Regions from separate parts of the Phocoena phocoena genome. Here region 1 is linked to region 2. Evidence: chromatin contacts called from public Hi-C data. All regions are on one chromosome and are shown on one strand. Each heading gives the region's core, a stretch centred on a gene start, on an enhancer-like site or on the middle of the called end of the contact. The rest is flanking DNA. Distances are from core to core; before and after follow the strand shown. Region 1 holds the start of AP3S1 (adaptor related protein complex 3 subunit sigma 1). Region 2 holds the start of TMED7 (transmembrane p24 trafficking protein 7).

Region 1 (2,700 bases), core at 101-2,600, 210 kb before region 2:
TTTTAACAGCAGGAATGATTTCCACACTTTCAGTATTTAGCTGAAAGCTCATTTTTTGGCTCTAAGCAAAATGCCCAATACTACGCAATAGGTATTATCTCTTTACATTACATTAATCCCACCACTGAGAGCCTAATATTGTGTTCTACATAGTGGTGAATTTTGCCCTCAGATAAGCACATCTGTCTGTAACCCTCCCTCAAACACTGATAAATTACTTATCTTCACTACCTTAAAATCTTCTGCATTTTTCAACAATATTTACACTTCTAAAAGAGTTTAACAGATATTACTATTCTTCGTAAGGAGAAAGAAAAACTATAAATTAGGACAAACTCCCTTACGTAGAAAAATGCCAAACCAGCCGCTGAAATGGTAACTTTCAGGTATAGCATCACAGTTCTAACTGGTCAAACTACAATCCTCGCCAGTTATTGCAGGAGTAGATAAATTGCAGCCACTGGGGGAAAAGCCACATAAAAACGTTAGGTCCTCACTTATCTTTTTCGTTAAAAAGGAGACACCTGAAAGTCACAGGGGCAGTAGATCCCGTAAGGCAACCTACTGGAGAGACTGTACTGAGCGTGCATGTCTCCAAACGCAGGAAACCAAAGTTCCTGCGTGACGACAGGATGGCAGCGAAAAACAGTAGCCCATCCGTCCACAGGAGAAGAGAAAGAAGTCCACCAGGAAAGGCTGGGAGTCACGGAGGTGGAGCTGCGAGACCTACCGGCTCCGCGCCGTCTCCCTCGGCTGCTAACAGAAGCCGCGGGCTGCAGATCGGCGAGAGCGCCGGGTGGGCTCGCGGGCGCAGGGGGGCTGCGGCTGACCGACTGGCTTCGGCCCCGCACAGGGAAGTCTCCAGGGCCTCGCCCGCGCAGCCGGGAAGCCACCCAGCTCACAGACAGGCGGAGGAGCCACCTGGGCAGAGCCACGTCGGAGGAAGGGAGCGCGGCGGGAGGTGGGCACCCGGCACACCCACCGGGAGTCTGACAGCCCGGAGCGCGAGACGGCCGGGGCGCGAGAAGGGCCGCGGCGCGCTTGAGGGGGTCGTCCTGAGGGCGCCGCCGGCCGCCAGCGACTCCCCCTAGCCCGAATCGGCTGCAGCGGGGTACTCACGTAGGGCTGGTAGAACTTGGAGAGCCGCGGCTTCCCGTGGTTGTTAAAGATGAGGATCGCCTTGATCATGGCTGAGCCGGGCCGACCGGGTGGGAGCTGGGGGCCAGGGCGGGGGCGGGCGCGCGAGCCTCGCCTCGGGATCTCGCTGGCGATCCTTCCCCACCCGCCCCCTCCCGCACACGCGCGCGCGCGCGCGCCCCGGAGCTGCGGGGCAGGGCTTGGATAGGGCGGGGCCTGGGCGGGGTCGGCGCGGAGGGAAGCGGAAACAGCTTCAGGCCGGAGCTCGAAGCATAGGGGCGCTTGCGCTCCCGGCGGCTCACGGGGACGTTGCCTACCGACCTTTTCCGGAAACTTGCTGTTGGGGGGGCGGGGAAACAGTAGTTGATCTATCAGCGGTCAGGGGACTGCAACAGGTTCGACGCAGAGGACCAACCTGCAATTCCGACTCTCAGTGGTGGTTTGGGTTCTCCCCGCCCCTACTCCGGCACCTCCCTAGCGCCGCTCTTCGGCGCAAAGCACGCCCACTGTATGCGCTGAGCCACCACTTCCGCCCTCACCTCCCTCCAAGCAAGATGGCTGAGGAACCGGAGTCTTCGCTGCAGCTTCCTCCCTCAATTGCTGCTGAAGGTGAAGGACCCACGGAGGTCTCCCCAGAAACAGCCACTCCGGAGCCCCCTTCTTCCGCTGCAGTCTCTCCGGGAACAGAAGAACCTGCCGGTGACACCAAGAAGAAAAGTAATTTTCAGAGCAGTTTCACTCTGGGCAGAGACGGGAGGTTGAGGTTGTCTTCGAATAGGGATGGCGGCTAATAAAGAAACAAAATTTAGAGGAGGGCCGGTTCCAGACGAGGTTTTTGACCAGTCAGGAGAGAGGAGAGAGGCTTTTAAGACGTTTGGGTTAAGTGCCTCGAAAGAAAGCTATCTCTGGACGCACCTTCGCGGTGTGGTACCCAGTTTTTGAATGTCACGGCATTTATTACGCTGTACTCTTATCTTCCTTTGAAATGACCAGACTGAGAGCTCTTTGAAGGTGGGAACTCTGTGGGATCTGGATAGTTCCAAGTACTTATAATGATTTTAGCTGATAAGGATGGTCTGTGGCAAATCTGAATTAGCATCCACACCTTCCGACTAGGTCGCTGTTTTTTATACCAAATGAGTGTGAATTCACACCTTGGACCAAAAAACTGGGGTTTTACCCAGTATGAAGACTGCTAAGGGAAAACTAAAGGCAGAGGCATCGCCTTTTTTAAAAAAAAAAACAAAAACACTGTTTTGGAATCTTTGTAAATGAATCATTTCGTTGCTTAAACTGGACCCTTTATTGCTTGAGAATTAGTCCTCAACCCTTTATTTCTTGAGAATTAATTCGCCATTGTAAAATACAGTAATTCCTAAGTGGAGCACTCTATGTAGAGTTGCCTATGAGAAAATCAGGAATTCGTTTTCTCATGTTGTGCTCAGTGATATCATGCCCTTTCATCCATCTTCACTTTCTGCTGCTGTGGAGGATAATGGTCTCTCCCAGCACTGTCCCCCTTTTAAGTCAGACTGCCTCTACATTTGGGGGAAATCTTTTCTG
Region 2 (2,700 bases), core at 141-2,640:
CAGCTGCTTGCTGCTCCAAAGCCAATAATCGAGAGGCAAGATTGGTTGGAAAGGAAAGCCTGCTTTATTTCAGAGGCCGGCAACCGCCGAAGGTCAACTCTCCACTGACAATCAATCAGTGGGCAAGACCTTTTAAAGGGGAGTTTCAGGTGTGTATAGGTGGAGGGAGGGGGCTACAAGCAGAAACAGCACAGTCACCTCTGACAGTTGTCCTGCAATTGGTCATGCAGTGGTCTGACCAGTGTCACCTCGATTGTTTTAAGTACAGTTAGTCTTCAGTTCCAGGGTCAGTTTGTTCCCAGTTCTTTGAGGCCAGTTCTCGGAATTGTGGTAGCTTATGTCATGGCTACAGTCTGGTCATCGTGTAGTTAATTCCTTCCACCTGGTGGGGATTTCATTATCTACAAGACAGCTGCTCAAAGGATATGGCTCAGAATATTATCTATAGCCCTTGAGAAGGAACTAAATGTCCTTGACATTGTTTAATGACTATTGCTGTTTTGTCTTGTTTGACGGTTTTCTTTTGCTTCTGCAGTTTTTCACTTCTTGATTAAATTTATTCTTTGACTAAAGTTTTTCTACATACAAAAGGCAGGCTGAGGACATGGCACTGTTGGGGCGGCTAGGGCATGGGGTTTTCTGTCCTGGGAAGGCCCCATAGGGTCCTGCTCTGTTTCACTTGGTCTCAGGAAGGTGCAATCTCCCCCAAATCTCATCTCCTGGGGGCTCCTTTCCCCCTGCAGAGGCTTTGGGCACCTGAGGCCATTAAAGGTCCTTCATCACCCCCCTCATCAAACACCTCCACCTCCCCACCCGGCCTTCCCACCACCCTCTGACTTCCCTGCCTGGCTCCTACATACATGCTTACTGTATGATGCTTCCTGTATGACAACCACTCTTCTAGGGTTTTTTTCAAATAGTGAAGCCTTGTAGTAACCCTCTGGGTTAGGTACTATTACTTTTCTCATTTTTCAGATTCAAAGATGGAAGTAGAGAGGTTAAGTAGCTGGTCTAAAGTCACACAGCCAGTAACCAGCAGAGTAGGGATTAGAACAACTGCAGTCTGGTGGTCACAGAATTCGCGCTCCTAGCAAAGCTGCTTCCCCCCAAACTTATTATTTACAAGAAAATTCTCTGCAAATTGCAAAGCGCTCTACCACCGGTGAGTAGCCCTCTAGAGCAATATCGGCTCTTCATCACTCCCTCTGAGCCTCCCTAGCGTTTAGCTCTGGCAGAAACACTCACGGGCCGGCAGCTCCTACCACAGGCCACACCCCTTCTCCTCGCCCCGCCCCTCCACGTTCACCATGCTGGCCACGCCTCTCGGCCCAGGCGCTGTCGGAGGCCTAGCTGACGCCTTGCTAGCTTCCACGTACTCACTCCAACGTCTCTCCCCGCGGCCGGGGGAGAGCACATCCGGGTCGCTGGAGCAGGTGCCTCAGGCCCCGCCTCTTTCCCCAGTCTCTTGTCCCAGCTTCCGGCTATCTCAAGTCTTTTCCGCTTGTTTTCTGCTGTCTTTATTTGCGCTCCGCAGCTCGCTCTGGCGTCTAGGCCCTGGTCCCTCAGCACCCCTACCCTGTAACCAGCGACTCGCTGCGCATCTCGAATCTCTCGGGGCTCGGAGCAACTCTGCGGTGCGTCTTCGCGGTGCCGTTTGGGGTGAGGCCTGCCGCGCGCCGTGAGTCCGTGGAGACGTCAGCCCGCGTCTCCCCGCAGCTCGGTTGAGGCCGCCGCCGCCGCTGCTTCGGGATGCCCCGGCTGGGGTCCGCGCACCGCTGGGCTGCCGCCGCGGGCCATTGGGGCTGTAGGCTGCTCGCGCTGCTGCTGTTGCTGGTGCCGGGGCCCTGCGGCGCCTCTGAGATCACGTTCGAGCTGCCCGACAATGCCAAGCAGTGTTTCTACGAGGACATCACGCAGGGCACCAAGTGCACTCTCGAGTTCCAGGTACTACGAGCTCAGGCGGTCGCGGGCCCCAGCTCGCGGTTCCAGGGTCAAGGCTGTTTTCTCATTCTTTGGCTGATTCAGGAATCACATCTAGGTAGCTGATGCAGGCCATTTGGCTTTCCTCTCCGAAACCTTGCGCATTAGACATTTAAGACCAGATGTTAAGGTATATAAATTCCAGAAATGCTTCCTGTGGCTGTGATTTTTCCGTCTTTTCTCTAATGTCCGTCATTTTGAACTTTCTTCTTTAAGAGTTTCCTTTTAAAAGAAAAATGTATTCCTGTTCCATAGTGCCCAACGTCAGTCCGCCGCTGTCTAATCCGCACCTCCACTTTAATCAGATTTCAAGTGCTGCCGGTATCTAACTCAGTTGCTTTTCAGTTTTTCCATTGATATTAGGATTATTGGTTAATGTGGTTCCTGTCGTTGGAAGAGCTCTATTCCAGACCGCATGACCATCTGCCAAAGGATTTGTAGAAGGAATTGCTGTGATAAATGAGAAGCCCCTTTTCATTTGAGGGATTATATAAAAAGTGCCTGTTTAACAGAACGTAGTTTCTTAAATTGGTTAGAACAGTCTTTACTGTTTCTTTTTTTGTTGGTAGACTTAACGTGTTTGAACAGCTGTTGAGTACTAGGTGCTGGTGATAGAGAAGTGAACAAAATAGATAGGGTCGCTGCCATCATTCTTGATTCCCTACCCATCCTACGGTTCTTTTCTTAATTAGTACCTGTTCATTCATCAGAATTGTGCTT

The links. Hi-C and Micro-C count contacts between places; a contact is called where the count stands out from the background.
Region 1: a contact with region 2 is called in a Hi-C map of lung, with 12 times the contacts expected there. The contact joins the promoter of AP3S1 here to the promoter of TMED7 in region 2. A contact is called at or near these places in 2 of 2 Hi-C or Micro-C datasets (kidney and lung).

What each region holds. Positions count from the first base shown.
Region 1 is chr3:95,586,065-95,588,764 of mPhoPho1.1, reverse strand. It overlaps AP3S1 (adaptor related protein complex 3 subunit sigma 1), which reads right to left and starts at 1,350. Exons shown (of 6, transcript XM_065873129.1): 1 at 1,120-1,350. The coding sequence starts at 1,188. It overlaps ATG12 (autophagy related 12), which reads left to right and starts at 1,507. Exons shown (of 4, transcript XM_065873136.1): 1 at 1,507-1,854. The coding sequence starts at 1,692.
Region 2 is chr3:95,374,267-95,376,966 of mPhoPho1.1, reverse strand. It overlaps TMED7 (transmembrane p24 trafficking protein 7), which reads left to right and starts at 1,390. Exons shown (of 3, transcript XM_065873544.1): 1 at 1,390-1,944. The coding sequence starts at 1,750.